Linked DNA regions of Zea mays: region 2 is linked to region 1. Evidence: chromatin contacts called from public Hi-C data. All regions are on one chromosome and are shown on one strand. The core of a region is the stretch at or near the end of the contact, and the rest is flanking DNA. Distances in the headings are between cores, read along the strand shown. Region 1 has its middle 9.2 kb from the start of LOC100281254. Region 2 overlaps LOC100193040.

Region 1 (7,414 bases), core at 2,810-5,309:
CATATAATTTTGGTTTCTTGTAGATAAAGTAAAAGGAACAAACAATCAAAACCCCTAATGAGATCCTCTACACATTGGAAAAAAGTTATTACTTACAAAACAAAGAGAGAATAACATGCAATCCAAGATGAGTATAAGGTTGTAGCTAGTAGCTTACCCATCATATCTCCCATCCCATCTTGTATTTTCAAACTTCACTCTGTAAACAATGTAGTCTATAGTGCAAAACAATATTTTTGGTTTAGGGTTTAGAGTAGTCAACAATGTATTCTACAGTGCAAACAACCATACACACGATCCGCTGGAAACACCCAAAATACTAATCAAGAGATGAAGATGGAATTTGAATCTCGCTACTAATTACCTCAACCACTATTAGATGAGGAATTTCACTATGGTAAGTATATTTGTCGCCAAACATTAAATACGAAGCATAGTAGACGGTATAGCATACGAGACATATAGTCCATACAAGTTCGAGAACTCCCGAGAGAAGGTAACACCACTACCAAATCTTGGTCAAAACAATCTTATGTCTTCTCTCGACATATAGTTCAAACAAGCTCAAGAACTCCCATGAGGAGGTAACACCACTACCAAATTTTGGTCAAAACAATCTTATGTCTTCTCTTGAATGTGGTTTGTATTGTGTTTTTATCTTGCTTGTGTAGTTGAGTAGCCACTACTGTAGAAAGTGCTACCAGTTAAGAACTAGTATCGAATCCTCAACCCATATTGGGCAACTAGGACTAAAGCATCAACCTTTAGTCTAGGTTGTATGGTCCAACACTAAAGTGGGATCTTTAGTCCCGGTCAAATCCACATGGGCGTGTCGTTTGAGGACATTTTAGTACGAGTTGACGCCCCAATCGGTACTAAAGTGTTCACAAACTTTGTATTCTATATATTTACAAATTGATATTAATGAATATATATAAATATACTTATTTAAAATTGATATAACAATGAGGTCAAGTACCTTCCTGTCGGGTACCCTAGGACGGGGTACCCTAAATAAGCTCATAATCTCATTATTAACCTAAGTCCCTGTTGAGCAAGCCAGCAAGGCGGAGCGACCAACCAAGTCCCTACCGAGCGAGCATGTGAAGCGGAGCAAGCGACTAAGTCCCTGCCAAGCAAGCCTACAAGGCAGAGCTGCTAAGCAAGTCCCTACGCCTACGAGGTGGAGCTCTGAACCCAGTGGTGTGAACCCACACCCATCATGACAAGACGCGTCATCAGCATGCTGCGGTTGGACGTGCACACACTGCATGAAACAAGCTCGGGGGAAACCTCAACATAGGAGTCTCAATAGTAGCCCACACATCGGAAAAGACAGGACAACACACCATACCGAGAGTATGTACCGCACACGATGGGAGATGACGTAGGATGTGCAGCGGGCGAAGCCACGCCGCGTACAACCGCACCATGGGACAAACTCACTGGACCCACGAGACATTGGCACCAGGACGCTAGCAACGGACTCACTACAAGAGCCAACATGATGGATAGCATCGGGGGTACGACCACGCATGGGAAAGGGGATCGGTTCGATAACCCAAGCAGATCTCTCTCTCCAAGCAAGGAAGAGATTCTACTGTAAGGCTTTTCTCTTGATATATAAAAGGGAGAAGTCTCCTTCCAACTACTCATGAGCACACCAGTTGTAACACGCCTCTTAGCAATACTACGATCAACACTACACTGGACTAGGGGGCAAGCCTGAACCAGTATTGTTGCGTACTTGTTTTTATTGCTAAATGGCATCAAAAAACAAGGCAACCCAAGTTATGAAGCCTGGACCTTCATCCTTAAGTTATCACTTCTTCAAAGTGTTAGCTTGAGGACGAAGGTCTTGAAAAAGATGCGAATGAAACAATATTAAACAAAATGATAGTGGATAATGAAATATGAAACTCATCTCCTAAGCCTTAACATTATTTATTCCATCCGCCTTTGTATTACATGAATAATTTACAAACATACCTTCGTCTTCTTTGCACAAGATAGCTCGAAGATACTTCGAAGGCTAAGCGAGATGAAGCTTGAGGCCCTCAAAAGGTAAATTTATGCAGGCCATTGTTCACCTATTTATAGGGGAGAGGTACAGCTTCGTATGAAATTACAAGCACGCCCACTAAGTTTACACATATGATTTACAAATGATGCAAGGACATTGATGCATTTTCTTTTTCTTTCTTGCTACACAACTCTTAGATCTTTTCTCCTTCGTCACTTTGCGCTTGAAGTTTTCTTCATGCCGAGGCCGACGGCTTCGACTCACACCTTTGTCGCCTGTGTGTATTGGATGAAGCTTCTCTACAACACCACTTCAGTCGAAGGCCAGCTTTGTCCACCCTTCATTATATACCTAAAACACATCTGTTCATGCCGAAGTAAAGGTATTTTGAGGACCTTTGGTAAGGTAGGCCCCCAACAGTATCCCCCTACAGAATGAGTTAATTTCTTCATAACGAGCTTAGATCGCAAAAAATAAAATTAGGAGGCCTTGCGCCAAAGTTCCAAAAAACACCTCCCTGAATTTCGTTATGGAGAAGGTAGAACAATTCTGTAAAAAGATCTAGACTGGCGGTTAAACAAATGGTGTAGGTGATGCTCATGAACTTTTTTCGTGACCCACGCCTCTTCACACCCATTCCTCAGTATAAAAGCGGTAGAGCGGGCCACATTCACTACCCTCATCCACCTGCTTCCAAAATTTTCTGAGACTTTGAAGCTTTTTCTCCACTACTTCTTCGATAGTTTCGAGAAACCACCTTCAGGTAGAGATTTTCTAGATGGATAGGACTCGTTTCACTACTAGACTGATCACTCTAACTTCTTTGGAGGCACTTTAGGATACCTTGCCGATTTCTGAAGCCATGAAGGCTTCGTCCTCAGCGAAGCCTACGGAAGAATTGCCAAAGGACGGGCCATCGAAGCCAAGTTACATTGAGATGGGTTGATCCACACTGAAGGAGAAAGATTTGCAAGTGATGAAGAAGCTTGGTTACTTTGGTAATAACCACACTGAAGAAGCTTGGTTACTTTGGTAATAAAGCTTGATCACTCTATCCCCTCGCTTTATTGGACCCTTCAGAATCTTTAGGCAAGTTGGGGAGATGGCCTACCAGCTCGAGCTACCAGATCATCTGTCTGATGTACACGATGTATTCCATGTATCTCAACTCAAGAAGTGTCTCTATGTCCCAGAGGAACAATTACCAATGGAAGAACTTATTGTACATGGTGACCTAAATTACACAGAGCATCCCATCAAGATCATTGATACTTTGACTCATGTTACAAGGAATAAAGTGATCAAGATGTGCAAAGTGCAGTGGAGTCATCATGGAGAAGATGAAGCTACTTGGGAGAGAGAAGAAGAGCTACGAATAGAATTTCCCAACCTCTTCCCTAGTTCCTCTTAATCTCGAGGACGAGATTATTTTTAAGGGGGGTAGGATTTGTAATACCCAATTTGTAAATAATAAGAAAAGAGTTAATCTTATTACATGTATTGCCTTCCAATTATTGGAACATGTGAATAACCATATTTAAAGTGAATAATTAACTAATGACACCTAAAATAATCTATGCATCATGTTGGAGTTTAATTGTTTGTGCATTCAACAATAATAATAATAGTAGTAATAAAAATGTATTGATAAGGATGAGGCTTAACCTAATTTGCAATTTAGGAATTGGAAATAACATAGAAAAGGAGAAGGAGAATAATATACACTATAAAGGAAATATATATAAATAAATATACCTATTCATACTGGGATTATATTTGGGAATCTAAGATTCAAAAACAGGAATTTAAGACAATTTGAATCCTTAAATTTGGAAATGGAAAAGAAAGAATAAAAGAAAAATAGAAAAGGACTAACAAGAATTGGGCCCAAAGCGCCCATCCTGGTGCACTTGACCACTGCCACTACGCAGCCCGCGTATGGGGAAGGCGCCGACCGCTGGGTCCCAGCCGTCAGGCGCGGTGGCGCTCACAGGCCAGACTCAGCTGACAGGATGCCCCCACACGTCAGCTGCACTATCGAGCGACTGTGCGTGTGCGGTCGTCGACACATGGGCTCGGGGCGTCAGCGCATACCGTCTTCCCCAATGCCACGCCGCGTGGAGATCCAACGGCGCACACGAAAACTCTGGCTACCGTTGCGGACCCCCTTGACCGACCTGCCCGACGCTATTTAGGTGCTGGAGAGGGCCTTGTCTCCTTCCTTTTCCATCTCCACGACCACCTCCGCGAGCGTCTGTGCATGTGCGGCGACGCGGAGGACAAGAGCCGCCCCGCCGCGAGGTCAAGCCTCAATTCCTGGATGTCGAGCCCTAGAATTGAGCTCTAGGTGATCTACCTGATTCCGAGAACCGTGTGGTGTCAGCGGTCTCCCTCGAGCGCCTCTAGGACGGCGGTAATTCTTCATTGGAGGTCCTCTTCCGACGTGGGTCACACCTCGCCGTGGCCTACTCTCGTCACCATCCCGTGTACTCTATAAGTTACCTCACGGTGTTCGCCATTATGCGCGCGTTGTTCTGGTCGTTTCGGGCGGGGAGATCGGTCGCTGGGTGGCTGTTGGGGACTTGTTCTCAAATGCTAAGAATTAAGAACAAGGCAACACAAAAAAAAATGTTAAGTGTTAAGGTCCTTCGTTCTCCATAACGATATATCCCTTCGGGATATAAAGCATCTCGGACGAAGGTTACGAAGGACATACCTTCGTAAGCATAACAACGAAGAATGAAGCATTCACATAAATCATAGAATATGAAATAAACATTTAAATATTGTCATAGAATTATCTCTACTTGTATTAATGAATATAAATGACTTTGAATTACAAATGTACCTTCGGTCCTGCAGAAGGCAAAAGTACAAGCGTGATGTGAAAGCAAAATGACAGGTTCACGTGAACAGTACAGAGGTACTGTTCATCTATTTATAGGCACAGGTCGCAGCCTGTGACAAATTACAATTATGTCCCTTGCGAAAGTTTACAGCATTGACTCAGACCTATATGTATAAAAAGGTCATTCTATCTCTATGTCGGTTTAAAACGCCGAAGCTCCATGAAAAGGGACCTTCGGCCATCTCTTGGAGACGACTTCAGCCGAAGCTGCTTCTTCGTGTGAGACCTTCGGCGCACCGAAGCACAACCCCAACAGTGGCCAATTTGGCTGTCGCCGGCGAGAACATCGTCGTGGTCTTGCGGGTGCCGCCGCCCTGCCGACTATAGATGTCCAATAAGCACGAGGCCCGTGAGTCCGGCACGAAGCCCGCTGTTTTGGCCCGGTCCGAGCCCGGCACGGCCCGGTTATATGCGGGCCCGGGCCGGCCCGGCACGAATAAGCGGGCCGGGCTCGGACACGAAATTAGGCACGGTGGGCTAGCCCGGCACGGCCCGTTTAGCTCTAAGCCCATTAAGCCCGCTTTTTTTACACTAAAATTTGCTTTTTGGCCCGTATAGCCCGCTTTTCGGCCCGCTTTTTTCGTGCTAAACGGCCCGGCCCGTTTAGGCTCGTTGCGGGCCGGGCTCGTACAAGAAATTGAGCCCGCGTGCTTAGCCGGCCCGACCCGGTTTTCTAATCGTGCCTGGCGGGCCGGGCCCAAAACGGGCCGGGCTTCACCGGGCCCGAGCCGGACCGGGCCGGGCGGCCCGTTTGGACATCTCTACTGCCGACCGAGGTTGGGGAATGGCTGTGCTGACGTGTACCTTTTCACGCGATCAAATCTGGACCGTTGGGTGTTGGGTTGGAATCGAACGGATGAGAGTGTACCTTTTCCAGTTACAATAATTTTGTTTTAATATTATCTATCATTTAATAACAATGTTTTATCATAAAACATATATTAAAAATATTCATTTGGATTATTCTATACCGACCACTTAATAACTTCAGGAAATCGTAACTCGATGACCGTAACTCCAAATTTAGTGATTCTCGAACATCTGATCTCATTACGATGCATAGATTATTATTATGTATTCTGTTCTTATATTTGGTGTGATGTTAATTTCTCCTATACCATGTTTGTTTGTGTTGCTTCGAGTAGACGAGCAACTGATTGAGGACCCCGGTACCCAACAAGTGGAAATTGTAGAGCAGGAGCTCATTGAAGGCAAGTTGTGCCCTTGATCACTTTTAATTATCCAATAATGTTCTCTATAATTTTTTTGGTATGCTTAGGCTTAATTTTGATGGGACCCAATAGGTCACCCTAGTTTGGTCATCTTTACACCTTGTTTACCCCTGAACTTTTGGGTAGTCTTGGCTATTACTATATGTGGTGTTGGGTGTTGAGATAACTATTACACATGGTCATTCTTTATTATGATTGTTCTATTCTGTTCATGATAATACTATTATATTAATTGGAACATGGAGCTTAACTTGAGAAACACGTGCCACGTCAAGGGTAGAATGGGACGCCCTTGGCTGATTAATTAGGAGAGCTAGTGGAGGTCTACCTTGCCCGAAAGGGACAAGGGCAATAGGGGAGTTGTCTGTGTAGGGAGGTTCTCAGGTTGATTTTGCTGCAATGGCGGTCAGACGGGAGATTCCTGCATTGCGCTCTCTAGAAACTGTAGCGGGTTTTTTAAAGCTAGTGGAACTTTGTAAAGGCCTCGTAGTGTCCTGCCTCGTCTCCTCGGTAGAGATGAATGGGACTTCTAGACCCCTTGGCAACTAAGTGACATGACTTGTGGGTAAAAGGTACCACCTCTGCAGAGTGTAAAACTGGTATACTAGTCGTGCTCGCGGTCATGAGTAGCTCAGAACTCTCGCATGATTAATTTATAGAATTAAATTCAATTTGTCATTTGCATCGCATTGTAGTTTTATTATTAATTTTGATCTATTATTACTCTGGTTTGGTATCTACTTACATTTAGTAACTGTTAATAAAATTTGACCAACTTATTAAAAGAAATGCTTAGCTTTAACCCTTATTTATTGATCAACCTTACACTTCACATGAGCTCCCACCTTTGGTGAGTTCATGCACATTATTCTCGCAACTTGTTGAGCTATGATCTTTTGTGAGCTCACCCTTTGCGATATATAAACCCCACCTGTAATACCCAATTTGTAAGTAATAAGGAAAAGAGTTGATTTTATTACATGTTTTGCCATCTACATGATAGAACATGGGCATAACCATATTTAAGTGAACAATTAACTAATAAAATACTTTAGGCATCAGGTTGGAGTTTATGTGTTTGTGCATCTATAAATGGTAATACTACTAATAATAAAAATATATTAGTGCCCAAATTGGGATTCAAGGCCTAATTAAAAGAAAATTTTGGAAAGTGGGAATAAAATAGAAAGGAATAAGGGAAAAGAGAATACCTTATAAAGAAAACTACATAAAAATAAATATAGCTTTTCA
Region 2 (6,710 bases), core at 538-3,037, 620 kb before region 1:
TTTTTCTAGATACACTGCTTTTCCTATGTATCTAAATACAGTGAGTGTATATCTAAGTGCATAGTAAAAGCTACGTGTATCTGGAAAAACTAAAATATTTTATAATTTAGAATGGTTAGCTTGTGCCTTGTAGTTTTCCTATTGGTTCCAACAATTTAGAGTTACTTTGCATGTATACAAATGAGGCTACTGCTTTGCCATGTCATATAATTTGCATTTGTCTTTTGCCCCCTCAGACAACAAGTATGTTTACATTTTACCTGGATTCTGTAGAATCTGGCCTCTTAGAGTCTTAGCGTATTTTATGGTTGAACCCTCTGGAATTTAATATTGGAGAATCACATTTTGCTAATCTGTATTTCTGGGCTATTGTTTTAAGTTTTTTTACAAGAATTGTTTTAAGACTTGTATGCACTACCGCTAGTAATTAAAGAAAACTTGTGGTTCACATTCCGGTTGACTAGTGATGTTGGTGTTGTTTATCATAAAACACTCGGAAACATGCTGCTGCCTTCATTTTGGCTTTCGACCACTTCCTGCAGATTCTTGAGCCGTGTAAAGAACTGGCAATGCAACTTATGGAGCTGGGTCTGCAGCACCCGCCAACGAGGAAGCTGGGCATGGACATGCTGAGGGAGCGAGGCCTGCATCACGACTACGTGACTGCGATGCTGCAAGATGGGTACTACTTGGAGGCCCTGCGCTATGCCAGAAAATACAAGGTCCTTGGCTTTGCTTTGATTCGCTCTTCCCCCTTTCACCTTGCATACGCCGATGACTGACGCGAGGATTCGCCCAGGTGATCACCGTGCAGCCTGCCCTATTTCTGGAGAAAGCCCTGGCGAAGAACAGCGCCCACAACCTGGCTGCAGTGCTGAGCTTCTTCTGCGAGTTCACTCCGAGCTTCAAGGCCACATCGGACTTTGTCAGATACCGGCATATTCTGTCTGAAATGGTTTGAACAGCTTTCCGTTGTGCAAACTTGTTGTCCCGAAATGACTTGGCACGTCCTCTGTAACAAGCAACGTCACCTCGGAGGGTACTTTTATTTAATTCTTTTGGTCCCTCTTGCAGAAAATAATATTTTATTGTTGTGAATAAAAAAACGTTGCAATTACCGATGAAAAACAAGTCTGGCTTGAGGCTAAGATGATCGCTTCCCGCTCGCCGACCATGCAGCTAGCCATCTCGTCACTTATGCTACTCCTAGCTATGGATGGCCAAATAGGTGTTAAATGGGCATACACTAAATACGGTATTTCTAGTAGTGCTTCGGTATAGCATGAGCATGATTCATATAGTACCAGTGTAGGTACGATACGTGTCTAGTGCTGTGTTTGGGTCATCACCCCGACGCGATGGGCTGACAATAGTATGATACGATTAAGTGACCGACATAGTTAGACATGACTTAGACCAACCGATGGTATATAGATGTGATTATGATATATGCATGAGATTGTAAATTGTTATTTATTATGATTTTAAATATAATGAATTTATTTTATAATGATATAAATATATAAGTTTTAAAATTATATATATAATCTTAAAGATCTTCTATATTTTTAGCTTTGTTTAGGCTGGTACGAACACTATTATGTGTTAACGTTGTATAGCGCTGACACGATATGATTAAGCACTATAGTGTAGTGACTTTGTCGCTGGTTAGACACTAGTGCCGACACGGTACGGCAAGATATGTCTGATAGGGTTAGTGCCAATACCAGTGCCGGATGACCTGTTTGACCATCAATACTACCCAACGACCGCTTTGGTCTTGGTCTGGAACTCGAACGCGTCAGTTATGTCCAGCCGTCTTCGGAAGTGGCGTGCTCGTCGCCGGGCCTGTAGCCCTGTATCATGTCCACGAAGCGCTTTTCGGTCACGGGCGCCTGGAAATGCACGGTGAACAGCCAAGCGATCCTGCGCTTGAAGTCCGGCAGCCAACGGCGGTTGTTGACGACGAAACTGGACTCCGCGGCGGCCTTGATGAAAGGCTGAAGGCCAGTTTGGCAGCGAGACGCTCGCACTAATCTCCACGGCTGCCGTCGTTGGCGCATTTGGTTTCTAACGGGCCGTAAATTTGGATATCCATTTCGAACTTAGTATGCATTTGGTTCAGCTTACTAATCAGATTTGCAGCCCCGGTCCTATGATTTTGAGGGACTCGCGAACTGATTGAGGTGGCTGTCTAGACTATATAAAAATTCTATAATATACAACGGTACAATGCAGATTAGCATTTCGTAGGTAATTGATGATGTGCACTGAAATTAATTTTTAAAATATCTAAGACGCTAGATAATATACAACGGTGCAGATTAGCACTTCGCATGTTGAGAAATAAGAACGACGATTGCAGGTTAACTTGAATCCTGATCGCTCGATCGTGCGTGCTTGGTGCCTGCGCAGTGGTGCCCAGCGTCCTAGAATCATGAATGGCTAGACCGGCGAGATGGCGAACGACGATCGCGTGGAGGGTGTGGTCGCACAGAAGCGCACTCGTGTGGAGGTGTGGGTATGACAGTTGGGCAGTGGGCAGCGCGTGTTGCGCGGTCCGTGTGCGGCATGCGTCCATATGCTAGCGACGATACTGGCTTGTTGGCTACCCCTACTATTTTATTACTACCATATAGCCCGTGCTAATGCTACGTTTCTTGGAAGGGGAGGAGAGGGGGTGGACGACGATGGTGGCAGCGCGAGGGGAGGGGTTAACAACAGTGGAGACGCTGAGAGGGGAGGATTGAAGGATGAGAGATGATTCAAATAATATTATCCATTAGATTTAAGCAAGGGAGATGAGGTTATTCAACAATCTAAACCGTTGGTTTTCATGGTGTGTTAAGTATGTGTGCAATTTATTTGGTGGATGTAGTGAAGATTATAGGTGTGTGGATTATTTGGTTGGATGAGTTTTCAAAGTTTAAACTTGTGAATTATATAGTGGTATAGATAGATACTAAATATTGGACCCCTATTAGTTTTGGGCCACCGGCCTTCGCCTCCGTTGCATTGCCTCTGCATATTTGCTGCTAAAAATCTAAAATCTCAACTAAATGGATACAACAGCAGAATAGATTCATCAAAATTTATAGATTTCGATAGTTTAATTCAGAATTACCTTCTACTCTGGATTTTTCAGATTCATTTATCTATGATATAAGTTATCATGCTCTTATAGAATCTATAGTTGACAGTAGTTTCAACCAAATTAATTCTAGTTTTATCACATTGTCAGCTCACAACAGCTTTCTCATAGCTCACCACTATAATTAGATTTTCAAGAATTTATAGCTGAACCAAACAGATCTTTAGATTGTCGCCAGCAGTTTTCCTATCTCATCTCATATTTTAAACTGTACACTGTAAACAATACACTTTACAGTGCAAAACATTGTTTTGCACGATCATATGCACAATTTGCTAGAGACGGCGGAACCGAATTCTAGTCTAAAATTATCACACCGAAGATTTTGAATCATTAATAATAATTTTTTATAAAAATAATTTTCCATGATTAATCTAATTATCATAAATATCTATTACTGTGACTTGACATGAACACTTTTTAGGGATAGTTTAAGAACTTCATTTTTCTAAGAGATTTCTATTTTTCCAAGGGAAAATTAACTAATTTTTCTTAGGAAGATGGGCTTCCAAAATAGCTCTAAATGAAAGTATTTTAGTAGTATATCCCTAAAGTCTACTTTAGTATTTCCTTAGTACTTGTATTATGGATATTGAAGGTGCGACTGCACGAGTAGTTAGACTAAGGGTATGTTTGGATCTATGGAGCTATAGTACTGTGAAATCCAAACAAGAGTGTTAAAGATGTTTAAAGTGAAGTGCTAAACTTTAGCCGTATTTGTTTGAGCTTTTTTCAGCTTCTAGGCACCAAAACCTGCTGCAGGCCTCCAAATGCCCCAGCTTTTCAGCCAGCTTCTATAAGAATTACTTGGTAAAAACCGTCCAAAATCAACATTAACACAAAATCGACCGAGTAGTCACGATAGTAGAAATCCGTCGCTTTATAGATCTTGAACTTTTTGGACCACTCGTCTTCCTCCGCATGTAATCCCCACGATACTCAGATTCTCCCCACAGCTAAATTCTCTCCAAATCCAGATTCTCAGAAAAGCTGGCCAGAAAAAGCTGAACCAAATAGATCCTTTAGCACCCAATAGTAATTTAGCTCCTCAAGACATGCTAAACTTTAAGAACCTTATAAAATTTAGCACATGTGGTTCAAACAGGCCCTAAACACCTCTCGGAGCAGTTCCCAATGCGAGGTCACTATCACTCCTCTCCTAATTTATTTGGATCATGTGAGTTGGTAGGAGGACAAAGGGGAGACGCGTTTTTTTGAAGAACAAGAAGGCTTTGTTCGGCAGTTACGGATCAAATCCCTTAGCTGATTTTTTCCACCCCGGGATCAAGTGGATCCCTATTATGCCACTCAATCCCTGCTGGGAATATTTACCCGTGTAGCTATTCCCTGTCTCTGCCATTGTTATTCGGTTTGCCAGGGATTCTGAAAACAAGGCAATATACCGGTATGCCACTAAATTCCAAGTTAGTTCACTTATTTTTACCAGCCATGCCATTCACATTCAAACAGATACAACTTGTTATTGACCTCCAAGTTTACAACTGAAATGTAGTGCCAAGACATGACATTTATAATGTATAGAAACACAGATGCCTATTAAAAATCAAAAGAGGACAAATTGATTATATTTTCATCTAATAGTGCAACACTAACAAGCAAACTGACCTCAAGGACCATCTAAATTACTTTGACCAACTAAGCTTCACACATGGCATATGTATAATTATATTGTTCACCGGACTAAACTTCACACCTGATGACCCACAGCCAGACACACAAACATTGAAGCATTCCTGCACAAAAAAACTGAATTTGTAAAAAAAACTACATTAAAATCAAATCCAGCAAAAACTGCATTAAAGATGTCAAAACTACATTGATATCACATTTAGTGGGCAACAAGAAGTTGCCTTTTAAAATATCAGTTACAAATAGACAATGTTAGGGTGATTTCTTTTTTCATCATTTCTTCCTCACTGATCTGATTCTGTTGCATCGCTCAACGCAACCTGGCGTCTGATTTGAGCATTTCTGATGGAGCATTTCAGGCCTTATCATGACCTTGCAACAAACTAAACAAGCCCTTATCATGCAACGAGACTAAGAAAGAAAGGGAGAAAGAAAGAAAGTAAGAAAGGGAGTGCAAAGAAAGATAAAGCTAAACAAGCCCTTATCATGCAACAAGACTAAGGTATAAAACTAGACAACTCATGAGCTATCATATCATCTGTATACTTATTGTGCAGAATTCATGACCTCTTATAATGCAAGCTATGCAAAATCGAGTTAGGATTTGCAGTTAACCTTAGGTATACTTGCTAAGCCATCTCGTCCCTCAACCACATCAATGCAGCCTCTCTATCATCATTGCATGCGCTCAACAAAATTTGGCGATTGTCAGGGTCCTTAAACACCTTATAGGCTTTGACCTTCTCCTCCTTTGTGACCTCCAATGTGTTTAGAACTGATATGCAATTCTTAATTGAGAAGTCATCAGCTCCTCCTGCCTCCATTTCTCTTGCTAATAGTGTTGCTTCATCTTCAGCTTGTTTGCTTCTAATGTCTAGGTACCTCTCCATCAATACCTCTATGTTGGAACTCTTCTTTTGTCTCTTTAGTCCTTTTTCTTCTCCATTCCTTGAAACAACAATAGTCCTTTTTGGTCTTTTGTCTTGTTTACCAGCATTTACATCCACTCCTTCAACTTCATACACTCTGTCTTCTACTTCATTTTGTTCGTGGTCTGCCAGAAGCTCTCTCACATCTTCATGGTCTTCTACGTTGATAGGAACATCTCCAGTCCCAATTTGTGTGAGATATGGACCATTTGGTTGAGTAGAAGTGAAATTGTAGGTCCCTTCAACAGTATTGCCTGTACATGGAAGTTTTAGTGTAAGGAATAGTACAACATGGTAAACAAGCATAGATGTGACATGGTGAAACTAACCATCATGTAGGTCTCCCAAAGTTTCAAAAAGAGGGAAAGATTTGTTGCGAAATTTCTTAGCCTTTGGAAATGACTGCACAATAAAGTCAAACAACTTATTTACTAAAAGAAATTATAGGACATGTCCTAAATGTTATCCATAAAGTAACTACACAGAAAATATGTACATAGAAGATGCTATAAAACTGCTGCAATCATTTTTCCTATACTAGCATAACAGCTTATTTCATATACACTACTATGAAATGTAACGATCATTGGAGAAATAAACTTACTTTGATTATGTTGTCCCATATTTGTGGATCAACTTGAATCATACACCTCATCTCATCCCAAGAAACCCCGCTTTGTTTTCTTGCATCTTTCAATATCTTGTAATCTCTCTTTAACTCTTTTTCCTTTTCTTGGATTTGGATTTTTGAGAAACCTGCATATCTTTCCCTCTCTTGAAATTCCTTAGCAATCTTGTTCCATGCATCAGGTGTCCAACCATTGTTACCCTTATATTCAAGAGTATTGCGTTCATGTAACAAGTCAACAAGGGTCTTAGAATTCCAATTTGCTCTTGTTTTCCCTACAAATCAGCACATCAGCAACATAAGAAAGAACCAAGACAAATTAGAAAGAATCAACATGTATACCTTTCGGAGA

What was found. A called contact is a pair of places that touch in the nucleus more often than the background predicts.
Region 2: a Hi-C map of ear shows a contact between it and region 1, with 2.0 times the contacts expected there. The contact joins two enhancer-like sites. A contact is called at or near these places in 2 of 25 Hi-C or Micro-C datasets (ear and tassel).

The regions. Positions count from the first base shown.
Region 1 is chr1:249,158,111-249,165,524 of Zm-B73-REFERENCE-NAM-5.0, reverse strand. No RefSeq gene overlaps it. Among protein-coding and RNA genes, the nearest start is that of LOC100281254, 9.2 kb to the right of the region's middle. Within about 2 kb of position 4,059, at least 19 of the 20 cell types and tissues checked have an H3K27ac peak or open chromatin away from gene starts, as enhancers often do. A contact at or near this core is called in ear and tassel, where this site is marked.
Region 2 is chr1:249,774,323-249,781,032 of Zm-B73-REFERENCE-NAM-5.0, reverse strand. LOC100193040 reads left to right here. Exons shown (of 14, transcript NM_001358599.1): 13 at 543-722; 14 at 800-1,128. The coding sequence ends at 961. LOC103645415 reads right to left here. Exons shown (of 4, transcript XM_020543716.1): 2 at 6,335-6,633; 3 at 6,060-6,132; 4 at 5,431-5,984. The coding sequence ends at 5,431. Among protein-coding and RNA genes, the nearest start is that of LOC100193040, 25 kb to the left of the region's middle. Within about 2 kb of position 1,787, at least 10 of the 20 cell types and tissues checked have an H3K27ac peak or open chromatin away from gene starts, as enhancers often do. A contact at or near this core is called in ear and tassel, where this site is marked.